Regions from separate parts of the Danio rerio genome. Here region 2 is linked to region 1. Evidence: chromatin contacts called from public HiChIP or PLAC-seq data. All regions are on one chromosome and are shown on one strand. The core of a region is the stretch at or near the end of the contact, and the rest is flanking DNA. Distances in the headings are between cores, read along the strand shown. Region 1 holds the start of rrp15 (ribosomal RNA processing 15 homolog). Region 2 holds the start of mrpl51 (mitochondrial ribosomal protein L51).

Evidence for each region. HiChIP or PLAC-seq counts read pairs in DNA pulled down with a chosen protein or histone mark.
Region 2: a contact with region 1 is called in an H3K4me3 HiChIP or PLAC-seq map of embryo, with 7 times the contacts expected there. The contact joins the promoter of mrpl51 here to the promoter of rrp15 in region 1. A contact is called at or near these places in 1 of 18 Hi-C or Micro-C datasets (an unstated tissue) and 1 of 4 datasets of contacts at active chromatin or transcription factors (embryo).

Annotation. Positions count from the first base shown.
Region 1 is chr16:4,416,995-4,424,102 of GRCz12tu, reverse strand. It overlaps rrp15 (ribosomal RNA processing 15 homolog), which reads left to right and starts at 2,756. Exons shown (of 5, transcript NM_199762.1): 1 at 2,756-2,833; 2 at 3,644-3,915; 3 at 4,969-5,066; 4 at 5,151-5,325. The coding sequence starts at 2,785.
Region 2 is chr16:4,763,545-4,770,652 of GRCz12tu, reverse strand. It overlaps mrpl51 (mitochondrial ribosomal protein L51), which reads left to right and starts at 4,416. Exons shown (of 4, transcript NM_001013476.1): 1 at 4,416-4,581; 2 at 4,737-4,807; 3 at 5,952-6,059. The coding sequence starts at 4,738.

The DNA.
Region 1 (7,108 bases), core at 1,507-4,006:
AATTGAGCTGAAACAACACAATTCCTGAGATTTTTTGGGGGGGAAAACTTAATTGTTTTATGTTCAGTCTACTTAAATTGTTAAGTTAACGTAATCGATTTGTGTTGAGACATCAGGAGTGAATTGTGTGGAACTGTGCAGTACAATAGGGAAAATAGAAGTCAATGGCTTATTCTCAACATTCTTCAAAGTGTCTTCTTTCATGTTCAACAGAAGAAAAAGTCATATATATATATATATATATATATATATATATATATATATATATATATATATATATATATATATATATATATATATATATAATTAACAAATAAGCCAGATTACAATTTGCTAAATTACACTGGGAATGACCAGCTAAAACCAGCTTGACCAGCCAAGCCAGCTTAAACCAGGATGGTCAAGCTGGTAGATGGTTTTACCTGGTCACTTTCCAGCCTGACCAGCTAAGAGCAGGCTTCAAATGGCTGGAAACCAGCCTGGTAGTGGCCAAAACCCCTATAAAACCTGGCTGGCTCACCAGCTAAAACCAGCCAACCATCCTAAGCTCGTTTAAGCTGGATTTTGCAGCAATTAATTGCATATTATGTTTGCCTATTGTATTACTAAACCTTCAGTATTTAATATTAAATTAATTATTCAATAACTTACTTATAGATTGATAATGTCTGGATGAGTTAGACAGTGCAGAATTAACCAGGAATACGCGTTTAATGGTTTCTTGTCGCCACATACTGGCTGAACAGTGTCATTGCTACAAATCTTAATTTTACAGAGTCAACTCAAGTTGTTTTCAAAATGTGATCATTATCACTCCCGTTTACATCGTTTAGAATCGTTTACACAGCTGTAAACTGCTCACATCAAAACTATATAGGCCTACCAGTATTTATTCAAGTCAGGATAAGCAGGGGACCAACTGGAACTGATCCAGCAACAGCAAACCGTCATCAAGACATACCTCACCAGCATCAACTGCTTTTTATCAGTGAAGTACAGTGTAAAGCTGTCCTGGCATCGATTATGATTTGGACATGACCATCCGGAAAACCATCTGGATTAATACTAATTGTTAAACTATTGTAGAAAATTCACAATGGATTAAATGGACTACCCATGGTGTTTACTACACTCTAGTGGTCATTTAGTGCTTTGTCATATGATGATTTTATATGATTTAATTTCACCGATAAACTTCCGGTAAAAGGTTTATGTATTTTTAATTTTGTCTGCTGAAAAATCCAGCTTAAACCAGCCTAGTCTGGTCGACGAGGCTGGTTTTAGAGGGGCTTTGGCCATTTCCAGGCTGGTTTCCAGCCATTTCCAGCCTGGTCTTAGCTGGTCAGGCTGGGAAATTACCAGCTTGACCAGCCTGGTTTAAGCTGGAGATAGCTGGTTTTGGCTGGGCACCCAGCCTGGCTAGGCTGGTCAAGCTGGTCATCTTCCAGCCTGACCAGATAAAACCAGGCTGGAAATGGCTGAAAACCAGCCTGGAAATGGCCACAAAACCCCTCTAAAACCAGCCTGGTCGACCAGCTAAAACCAGCCAACCAGCCTAGGCTGGTTTAAGCTGTTTTTTGTTTTTTTCAGTAGCATTTATGTGTTAATGTAATTAAAATATAATCAGTTAAATAGACTTAATAACCTATTCTTCAAGTTGTTCAAGTGTAAAACGAGATGAAAGATGGCATCAGGAGCAGCAGACGACCAGAGAAACTCCATTGAAAATACTAAGGGTTAGGTAAAATAAATGTCCATATTTTAAAGACATGTCACGTAACAAAGGTATTAAATCCAGTGCTTCTTGTCTGGTCTAATACCCACTTTATAATTTATTTCAGTCAGGCAGTGAGGATCCAGGATTTTTTTTAAAAAAGAAATCAGATCTTGTACGTGTCAATTTTGTAACGGCATGACAGTTTACCGGAGACACCTGAGCTTTTTTATTTATTTTTATTTTTGTTATTGAAGCATATCTGACAAGCATACATGAATATATGATAATATATGTAACAGTCACAGAAAGCTTAGTGATGCAGAACATACATTAAACAAAAAAGTGTAACATATATATGAGGGGATCCATCATATTTAAATTATTAGACTGTACAGACATTTTTTTCATTATTAGAGAGGTTTTACAGCTTTCTTCTTTCTTGTAATTGAGGTCAAAGAATTATAAAATATTTTCAAATCTTTACAGAAATAAATAAAGGGAATAATAGACATTACTTTTGCCTTGTGTATGTGAAACTTCCCAAGAAAAGTTATCAACTTCAAAGCATTATCGAGTGTATCATAGCCAGTTTTACAATTCAAAAAAATAATTATGCATTCAGAAAAATTAATTATTTTGTAAAATGAATAAAAAATCAACCCTGGGTAAACTAAATTGGCAGTAGTGTCTGAGTGTGTATGGATGTTCCCAGTACTGGATTGCAGCTGGAAGATCCACTGTGTAAAACCTATGCTGGAATAGTTAGCGGTCCATTCTGCTGTGGCGACCCCTGATGAATAAAGGGACTGAGCTGAAAAAAAAAATAATGAATGACTGAAATTGGCAGTGTGAGGAAAAATAAATTTACTCATTTTTTTTTCAGAAAATACGTTTATCCCCTCTAAAACATTGTACGTTATTTCAAAGCTTTAAATATGTTTTCTGGATGATTTGTTATTATTTATACCCGGATTTGAAATTAAGATTCGTACTCGTCTGCGGAACCTTTCTTGGGCGCCTGTTGTTTCACACGGACTTTTTAGGGAGTACTTGTAAATATCAGAAAGATGGCGGCGCTCGCGGTGAAGCCACATGTCGTTGTTGAAGATGGAAATGGTGAGGAATCGTATATTTTTATTGACCGTGTGATATACAATATACAGCGTGACCGAAATATTTAGCATTGACCCTTAATGGAAACAGTTATTCCCAGCAGCTTCAGCTGACACACAACGCAGAGGGAAAGGGCAGAAAATATAGTGTAATCTTGTTTGTAAAGTTGGTTTTATATTCACACATTCGGATTTCCCCTTAATATTATCATCTATATAAAACTATTATTTGCAAACTCTAATTAGCGACATCATATTAGCAGCAAATGATTATCAAAGTACAACACTGTTTACAGTCAAACAGTGTTAATGTTGTTTTCAAGCCACACTTGCATGCTAATTCCGATCAAATATTCAAAGTAGCATCATAAACAATATAGAGACTGCTCAATGAACAAACGTGCGAATATTAAACCAACTTTACCCCTATACATGTTTATAGATATTCTAAATAGAGGTAAAGTTGGTTTTATATTCGCACATTTGTTCATTGAGCAGTCTCTATATTGTTTACCATGTTATTTTGAATATTCGATCGGAATTAGCATGCAAGTCTGACTTCTAAACAACATGAACACTATCTAACTCACTGTGAACAGTGTTGTACTTTGATAGTCATTTGCTGCTAAAATGATTTTCCTATTTACAATTTGCACAGAATACTTTTCTGACATTATATTATTAAGGAGAATGCCTGACTATGCCAATATAAAACCAACTTTACCTCTATTTAGACATGGTAGTTTTGAATTAAGCAGCAGCCCCTTAAAAAGACTTGAGAGACATTGTTTTTTATTTTTTGTGTGATGTTCAGACGATGTTTCTGAAGTAAGCATCAGTAACGATGAAGAGAGCGGAGCAGATAGTAATCATGAGGGAGCAGATGCTGAAAACAGCGGCGATGAGGATGGAAAGAGTGATGAAGAACAGAATGAGGAAAACCCAAACGCCGGATGGGCAGAGGCCATGGCCAAAGTCCTGGGGAAGAAAACGCCGGACAGCAAACCCAGCATCCTCCTGAAGAACAAACAGCTGGACAAGATCAAGGAGAAGGAGAAGAAAGAGCGTCTTGAGAAGAAGAAACAGGTACAGTTTTAGCATTATATATATTTTTATAAAAACTAAACATTATAATCCAATAATGTTAATAACAAACTAATTATAATCCAAATTTGAAGTTGATATCGCAAAAAAACAAGAAATTTTGTTGGGCCGCAGTACCAAACATGACCACCAGATGACATCCAGTTTACATTGTTGTCCATACAAAAGCGCCCCCTATTTCTGTGTATGTTTTGAGGAATATGAATATTACCTTTTCCTATTTTAGACATTATTTGTAAAGCACACATAAACTTTAAAAGTACTTTGAGTAGTTTTTTGGTGTTTGGTTTGAGTTTAGCCACTAAAAAAAACATTTTAAAAATGTTTACGTGTGGATTGCTGTAGCAAAGTAATGCTAAACAACTCTTGATGAGGATCCTCAGTAATTATTACTATTGCTCAGTAACCTCTATCAGAAATCAGTCACCAGATATGGAAATGAGACATTTTGAGCTTTCAAATTATATATAGTTTGTCATAATTGTTGAATTTTTAATCTCTGAACTTCGCCATTTGCTAAAAAGTTCATTTGTTTTCCTCATAAATGTACACACAGCACCCCATATTGACAGAAAAACTGAATTGTTGACATTTTGATTTATTAAAGAAATGCTGAAACATCACATGGTCCTAAGTATTCAGACCCTTTGCTCAGTATTTAGTATAAACCCCCTTTCGATCTAATACATCCATCAGTCTTTCTGGGAAAGATGCAGCCAGTTTTTTACACCTGGATTTGGGGATTCTCTGCCATTCCTCCTTGCAGATCCTCTCCAGTTCTGTCAGGTTAGATGGTAAAAATTGGTGGACAGCTATATTTAGGTCTTTCCAGAAATGCTTAATTTGGTTTAAGTCAGGGCTCTGGCTGGGCCATTCAACAACAGTTGTTGTGAAGCCACTCCTTCATTATTTTAGCTGTGTGCTTAGGGTCGTTGTCTTGTAGGAAGGTAAACCTTGTGAAAAATGAAAGGGGGTCTGAATACTTTCCGTATCTACTATATTCATTCATTCATTCATTTCCTGTGTAACTGACAGCTGGATAAGAAGCGAGCTTGGGAGAATATTTGCCGAGAGAAACCCGATGTTGTTCAAGACCGAGAACATGAGAGGAACCTGCAGAGAGTCGCCACCAGGTCTGAAACGTCCCGCAGTGATGAGCATTTGATGAGCTGGTGTGTTATTTTCAGCTTGTGATGTTGTGTGATGGTTGATTTTAGAGGTGTGGTGCAGCTGTTCAACGCGCTCAAGAACCATCAGAAGAACGTGAATGAACGAATAAAGGAGGTCGGCGGCTCGGAGAGAAAGAAATCTAAGATTCTGTCCTCCGTCTCCAAGAAGGACTTCATCGATGTGCTCAGAGGAACAGACGTGGCTGTTAAGAAAGAGAAAGAGGTGAGATTTCTTGTCTTTGCTTGTGCACATACTAGGGGCTGGGCGATTCTTTCGATTTTTTTTTTTTTTTTTTTTTTTTTTTTTTTTTTCCGATTAATTCAAATTTACGTTTTAAGACGATTTCATTTTTTATTGAATCAAGGTATAGCAAAAAATTTTATAGTAATGTTAGATGCATTATAATTGCACAAATGCGCTTTGGTCCTCTCTCTGTATCTCGCTGATGTCTGGGTTTCACTCATGGTAGTAATGGACTTAACACACACACTTTTAATACTTTTGGTTTGATACGCTGTGATCCGCTCTCCCATGCAGCTCTAGCTGCCTGACGAGGGGATTTACATTCAGACAAATGCAACAAGTAAAATCCTACATGACTTCGCGCTTTAGTGGGTCACGTATGTGTGGATTGTCAAGACATAATAGACGCGGTGGAGAAAACTCTGCTGGCACGTGCCCAGAAGTGTTGCTGTAAAACAGTCAAGAGGAGAGGAAAAGTCACGCCAGCTGAGAGAGAGAGAAACGGAGTACTTTCATTCTCTCAATCGCAGTGAAATAGGGGCTTCTGCTGTAAGAGTCAGTGAAAAACTGATCCAGCAAACACAGAGGCAGTGAAATTGTCCACAGTTTCTGAGTTTTAAGTAGTTGGAGTGTTGTTAATACTTGCGCTCGCCTTCCTCACGTCAGAGCGCATATGAAATAATGACGTCAGTACACAATAACCGGTTATGAATATTACTGAACCGATACCGAATTGTCCGCGTCTGCATCGCGGTGCACCGAAAAAACTATTAATTTTGACACCCCTAATTTATTCAGAACAGAAGTATTTATTGTTTAATTCAAATTGCACGATATTTATTTTATTCAAATCTTCTGCAGCGATATTTAACTCGTAAATTTGTTTTACATTTATTTACACCTTGTTGACCAATTTATATATGGCCATAAAAAATGCAATGTTCCTTAACCAGATGGTTTTTCAAGTTATTTATAAAGAGAATGTTACTTCAGTCATGTTTTTGTAATGGTTTGAGTTGACTAGTTACACAATTAAAATAATCAAAGTCAAAATCATGAATCGGTCAAACTGTATTAAAAAAAAAAAGTTTTTTTTTTTTTTTGCCGTATCGCCCAGCCCTAGCACAAACTAATACCATTTTCTCTCTTTGTTTTCAATTGAGGCTTCGAGACGAAGAACCATGAGTCCATATTTTCACATTTTGAGTATTAAAGAGTTTTTACATTTGGATTGGGAATATTATATATTTTTATTTTATTTGAAGACAGACGACAGCAAAAGTTCCTCAGTTCTGAGGAGAGCACATTTTTCAGTGTCAGTATTAAAAATCTAAAGTTATTGTTGTGTATATTTCCCAAATGTGGAAGAACGGTATACAGTTGAAGTCAAATGATTAGCCCTCCTGTATTATTAGCGCCCCTGTTTCTTTTTTTTCAATAATTTCTGTTTAACCGAGAGAAGATTTTCAACACATTTCTAAGCATAACAGTTTTAATAACTCATTTCTAATAACTGAATTATTTTATCTTTGTCATGATGACAGTAAATAATAATTGACCAGATATTTTTCAAGACACTTCTATACAGCTTAAAGTGACATTTAAAGGCTTAACTGGGTTAATTATGTTAACTAGGCAGGTATTAATTAGGCAAGTCATTGTATCATGATGGTTTGTTCTGTTAATAATCTGAAAAAAATATAGCTTAAAGCATAAATACATGAAAAAAAAACCCATTAAAACTCTTTAGGAACGGTATAAC
Region 2 (7,108 bases), core at 3,167-5,666, 340 kb before region 1:
GTGATGTTTACAAGATCACATACAATACAGTCATCTATTATAAAAAAGAGAGAATATTGTAAGATTCACATAGTGTTACGGATTTTAAAGCTTTAACATTGCTGGAGGTAGAGATTGTCAAAGCCACGCCTCCTGAAATCACCAACGCGCGCACCGCGTCACAACAGCGGACAACCCCCTAGTTCATGTCATTCGCCAGTTAGAAATGTAACAGTTAGTCAGTGTTTGGCCGGCGGCGTGCAGGAATTACATTTATTACTAAGCCACACTTACATGCTATTGCAGAGCGAGTATTCAGAGTAGCATGGTAAACAGTATAGGGGAGCTGTCATTAGCTATGTTTCCATCCACCTATTGATTTTGCAAATGCGCATAAAAACCAGTTGATGGAAACGCCATGATGCGCATACATTTTGCAAATGCGCATAAAAAACAGTTGATGGAAACGCCATGATGCGCATCAATTTTGAAAATGCGCATAAAAAACGTATGCGCCTAACTGGGTAGGATAAACTTTTTATTCGATAAGAAAAGATGCGCATAAACTGCGATGGAAACACTTTTACCGCACAAACTCCAGCTTGCGCATTAAAAAAGGTCATGTGATTTTGTTAAAAGAGATCATGTGATGCTTAAAATGTGTGTGAATGGGTAAAACGTCAGGCTGAGCACATTATAAAACATCTGAAATGTTGTTTTAATCATTATAAAACGCCTTACCGTTTCAGTATTAATGTTATTATATTATTAATGACCTCCAGAATCAAGAGCGCCTGTGCTCCGCGTCTGACACCTTCAAACGCCGCTGCGCGCTCACTGCTTGTCAGGATTGTCTTCTGAGGCGCGTTCATTTAGAAAAGATTGATGCAGCTTCCCCTACTGCAGCAAATGCAGTTTTTACTGTTGATATTTGACGCTAGTTAATCAGGAAGTGACGATTTTGTTCAATTTGACTCGTTGAATGGAAACGATGCTTCATTCGCACAACTTTTATGCGATAATACAGTTTTGCGCATAAAGTTTATTCGCATTTTTGGATGGAAACATAGCTAGCGTTCAAAAGTGACCCAATGCAAATATAAAAGCAACTTCAGCTCAGTAAAGCAGGCTAGGCAGAATAGCGCTATTCACTGATGCTTTGTCGTTAAACTAAAAAAGAATATACATTAACCATGCTGTAAAATGTCCCTTATGAAACTGGAAACAGTTCAATCTTTCGCCTGGAGATTTCAGAGGCTGAACAACACACATGTGCATATCATAGCCTGTAAAATATAGGTGCATAAGCCATTCATAACACAACACAATCTAACATCAGCTGAGCCAGACTAAAATAGTTTTAAAACAGAACATCACCTGTCTAACAGTAATACTTCAGCTACGGTGTCGTCCAGGGGCGGACTGGCCATCTGGCAATTCTGGCAAATGCCAGAAGGGCCGGACCAATTTTTAAATGTGGGCCGGTCAGTTTTTTTTTTTTTAATGTATTGTTTTTACGTGGAGGCAGCTTTTATCTCTTGCTAGATGTGATATTATGATGATGATGATAATAATAATAATAGTAATAATAATAAATGTTAAGCATTTGGACCAATATGCGACGGCCGCCTGATTTCAAGATGGGCCGACCCAATCCGAGGTTACCGTAATCAAACCAATTACGTTACGTTAGCAATTTTTAACGTAATCAAAATCTGGCAAGAATGTCATATTATTTCACCATCTGTACACCAAAATAAATCGTGAATGTGCGTGTCCGTGGGTGGGGCTATGTCGGTGTGGTTATGTGGGCTGATGTGGCTACAGTGCCAAGGCTGAATTTTTGTCCCAGTCCGCCCCTGGTGTCGTCCCTCCTCCAGCGTGCTAAAGTAACTCCAATATTGATTTTCAAAAGTTTCAATTCAGCATTTGATTTCACCGCGTCTGTGATTGTCTTGTGAATGCGCGGTGGCGCTTGTGCAGGCGTGCACACGCGAATGGCGGATCTGCGTGAAAGTAGATGCGCAGAAGTCCAAATCTGCATTTGCTGACAGACAGTTTGAGCTACTTATCGAAATTATCGGCCCAACAATATTTCATTGGACCAAGTTTTTTTAGTTTTATGCCTTATCCAGAATACAAAAATACAGGTAAACGATAATGAAAACACATGTAGATCATTTACTTTAATCAGTACTATTGGACTGTGAAGAGACTTTCAACCACAACAACAAATAATGTTTCTGAAGACAATCACCTACTGCACCTTTAAAATGGTGTTTAAAAAATTAAAAACTGCTTTTATTCTAGCCGAAATAAAATAAATAAGACTTTCTCCAGAAGAAAAAATATTATAGGAAATACTGTGAAAATTTCCTGAATCTGTTAAACACCATTTGGGAAATATTTAAAAAAGACAAAAAATCAAGGAGGGGCGAATAAATCTGACTTCAACTATAATATCATTATATACTATAATAAATCTCCTATGGTGTTTTTCATGTGGGTTCAAGGAGGACTGCTAAAGCAGAAAACAAGAACACAGAATAAATCTCCAATCTCTCGGACTGGAGAAGGGATCAGAGTGGCAGTTTCTGGAAGATCGAAGCACACGCACTACTGAGCAGCACTGTGTATAACTGACACCCATTGTTTATTAGGTGAGTACCAGGGTAAATGGAGTGCTGCACTCAATATTCTGTCGTCTATTTTTGGTTCAGTGAGTTTTAACTGTATTAACTGTAGTGCCGTGAAACTCAAAACCACGCAGATGGATCTTATTACACTTTTCCAGCTGATCACATGAGCTTTCTGCACTAACACAGTACATACAGTAGCATAAGACGAGCTGTGTGTAGAGTTCAAACTGTATCTATTATTAATTAATATGCATATAGTGCAGGCTTTCATTTATGCTTGCTGAAGGAAGGCTAAATATTACACACAGTGCTCAGCATAATTCAGTACAACCTGCTTTGAAAATAAATACTTTCCTTCATTTTTAAGTGAGTATATGCAGTGTATTTTGGTGAATTTAAACAAAACAGATTTATTAAACATATATATATATATATATATATATATATATATATATATATATATATATAAATCACCAAACATATCATGAAATTTAAAGATGATACAATTGAATTCAAGCAAAATATTGCAAAAATAAATTACAACCTACAAAATTTCAACTAAATATAAATTTTTATTTATTTATTTTTTTGCTTCTCTTGATTTTTTCCTCTTTTTAAGTTTGTATTTAATATTTTTCTCTAACATATCCATTTGGCTGTGCTAGTTTTCGGAGCATTATCGTAAGTTATTTTCTTAGATAACTCTCCAGTTTTGGCTTCAGTACTGACATGCAGTCAGATATTTCGCCGAACAGATCCGCCACTTTTGGTGCTCATAAACAGTCATAAAGCTCTCGTGCTGCAGGAATGAGGAGGTCTGCTGAAGGTGAAGCTGTCGCGCAGTAAGGGGTTTGCGTATTTAATAAACTACGGCAGTTTGCGTTCATTGTACAGTAAGATTGATTAATAAATCCATATGAAACAGTCCCTTAAAAGTCATGTCTCGCTTTCAGTTTTGGCCCAAAAAGTGAAGCCCAAGTGAACCGCGCTCAGGCCCACCTCTTCCAACAGGGCCAGGGCCGGCCAAGTGAACCGTGCCTGAGCCCAATTCAGCGCACTCACACTTCTCAAACGATCCGGGAAACGGGCCTGGGCACGGTTCGGATAGCCTAGTGTGAGTGCGCCCAAAGACAAATAGTGCTCATATTATGTACATAAAATATGACACGTTTCAGCAATCGTTCCATAATTAGGAAACAGCAATAAAATACAAACAAAAGTTCTCGAAATTATAATGGTTTCATAAGTAAAAAACACAAAATATCCACTCCCTTAAAATAGTTTTTTTTTTAAATAAAGAAAATATATATTAATAAATATATATTGAAAAAATAGTTGTAAAGTTGGCTCTATGTAAGTAGGGAAATCATATTAGCAGCAAATGACAATCAAAGTACAACATTGTTCACAGTGAATTAGATAGTGTTGATGTTGTTTAGAAGTCATACTTGCATGCTAATTCCAATCGAATATTCAAAGTAACATGATAAACAATATAGAGACTGTTAAATGAACGAATGTGCGAATATAAAACCAACTTTACCTCTAATATTGTAAATATCTCATTCAAGGACATGATGTATGCTGTAGAATGACTACAATTATTTGGGTATTTTATCACTAAAAATGACCTTGAACATTAGTAGGTGATAGAGGTTTATTTAAATTTATATTTTTAATTAGAAACTTAAAAAAATGTATTTACCTGTAAACTAGATCGACATCAAGACCGGTGTAGATAAAACGTAAACTTTAAAACACGGACTTTTAATTTGAAACGTTAACGTTTGGACTTCTATTGTGAAAAGCGTGTAATGGCGGCCTGGCTCCTACACTAGTGTGTACACATGGGAAATACAGCCAATTTGCTGCATTTATCTGCAGGATTTCAGGAGTTTTAAATTATTAATCATCCGACCGTCGATTAAAGTCTTTCCTCAGAATTATTATTCACAATAATAAGGTAAAGACTTGTTGTAAAGACTGTTTAAGCTGGATTTGCTGTGGTTGCGCTCGCGACTGAAGGTCATCATCCACTGAACATGAATTATGTTATATTAACACATTATTGCAGATATTAATATTTCTGAATGTGTGTGTGTGTGTGTGTTTGTGCAGCATGTCTGTGTTTGGAGGATTGTGGAGGAGCGCTGTAAACTTGTGTCAATCGTCGAGACTCTTCAGCACAGGTCAGACATCACCCGTATTCATAACATATAAATTAACGTTACATTAAAATATGAGGTAAGTTAAACTTATATGAGAAGGAAGTGTGAACCAGCTCCACTTGTATGAGGTAAAGCTGGTTTTATATTCGAACATTCAGACTTTCTGCTTTATAATATAATGTCAGAAAAGTATTCTTTGGAAATTCTAATTAGTGTAATTATAGTAGCAGTCAATGACTATCAAAGTGCAACATTGTTCACAGTCAATTACATAGTGCTAATATTGTTTTAAAGTCATCCCTGCATGCTATTTCAGATTCAATATAGCTTGGTAAACAATATATGGGCCATTAAATGATCGAATGTGTGAAGATCAAACCTACTTTACCTTAATATGGAAAACAGACAATGACTTTAATCCTACTATGGAAGTCAATGGCTGCCTTTTTCCCAGGAGTTCTTCAGTATATCTTGTTTTGTGTTCATAAGAAAGAAACTCTTTAGAGTTTAGAACCAGTTGAGTATGAGTGAATGGTTAGAATTTTTATATGATATAGTATAATTTGATGTAGGGCTGCACAATATGTCGTTTCAGCATCGATATCTGCAATAGTCACATGGCAAGATCTGCAAAGTTTAAGTTGAGGTTATAATAACCAGCTAATTAAGCTAAAGTATTTTTTTTTATTAATAATAAATTATATTTTAAAGATTTTTTATTATTATAATTTTTTCCCCCTTAAAACAAGCTGAATTATCTGCCAGTGGGATAAGGAAAATAGTCTTGTTTTAGTTTGAATTCAGTTCCAAATAAACAATTAAATACAATAATCTTTCTTACACTTTCCAAAATGATCATTTTTTTTGTGTCCAAAGTTTTCAAACTCTCTTGAAATCCTCAATCAAAGACCGTAAAAACACATGCAAATGATAAAGTTTCACTCTATTATGGTCAAACTTACAAATCACATGTGTTCTGCAGCTCCTGATCACCTATAATCCAGACTCTCCATCGCATACCCTCTGATAATGTGACTATTGCAGATGCGCACATTGCGACATCGATGCTGAAATCATCTATTGTGCAGCCATATTGCAATGTCAGATTTGTTTTCCAGTATCGTGCAGCCCTAATTAAATGCATTTATTTTGCATCGTCTGTCAGGCTCCTGTGCTCGAATACGAATGCACGCCATTCCCAAACTCAAAGAAGTGGACCGCTGGACGGAGAAGAGGAGCATGTTTGGGGTTTACGATAACATCGGTATTCTGGGTGAGCAGGACATATCATATCAGTATTCATTATGGTCATGCTTTTATTTTGCATTGCGGATTTATCAAATGTTATTTTTAACATTCAATGACACGTTAATGGCTTCTTTAAGTATGAATAATAGCTTCTTGTAAGTTTAACCACTTGAAATGATTATTACTAATTTTGTAGAGATAATATCAGACTCAAACTCAACTTTATGATCTCATTTACAGCAAGGTGCGGTAACACAGGCGAAAGTTCCATGTACACATTAACAAAATATTACCACACAACATGCATCTTTAAGGTGCATCTCCCTCCCCGCTGGACTTATTTAATGACCACCATTATAGAAGAATTTCTAGTTCTGCAAATAGGAAATCTAATGATGCTGATGGCAGCAGCTGAAACATTAGCTATGTTTCCATCCAAAAATGCGAATAAACTTTATGCGCAAAACTGTATTATCGCATAAAAGTTGTGCGAATGAAGCATCGTTTCCATCCAACGAGTCAAAGCGAACAAAATCGTCACTTCCTGATTAACTGGCGCCAAATATCAACAGTAAAAACTGCATTTGCTGCAGTAGGAGAAGCTGCATCAATCTTTTCTAGATGAACGCGCCTCAGAAGACAATCCTGACAAGCAGTGAGCGCGCAGCGGCGTTTGAAGGTGTCAGACGCGGAGCACAGGCGCTCTTGATTCTGGAGGTCATTAATAATATAATAACATTAATACTGAAACGGTAAGGCGTTTTATAATGACCAAAACAACATTTCAGATGTTTTATAATGTGCTCAGCCTGACGTTTTGTCCATTCACACACATTTTAAGCATCACATGATCTCTTTCAACAAAATCACATGACCTTTTTTAATGCGCATGCTGGAGTTTGTGTGGTAAAAGTGTTTCCATCCCAGTTTATGCGCATCTTTTCTTATCGAATAAAAAGTTTATCCTACCCAGTTAGGCGCATAAGTTTTTTATGCGCATTTTCAAAATTTATGCGCATCATGACGTTTCCATCAACTGTTTTTTATGCGCATTTGCAAATAGGTGGATGGAAA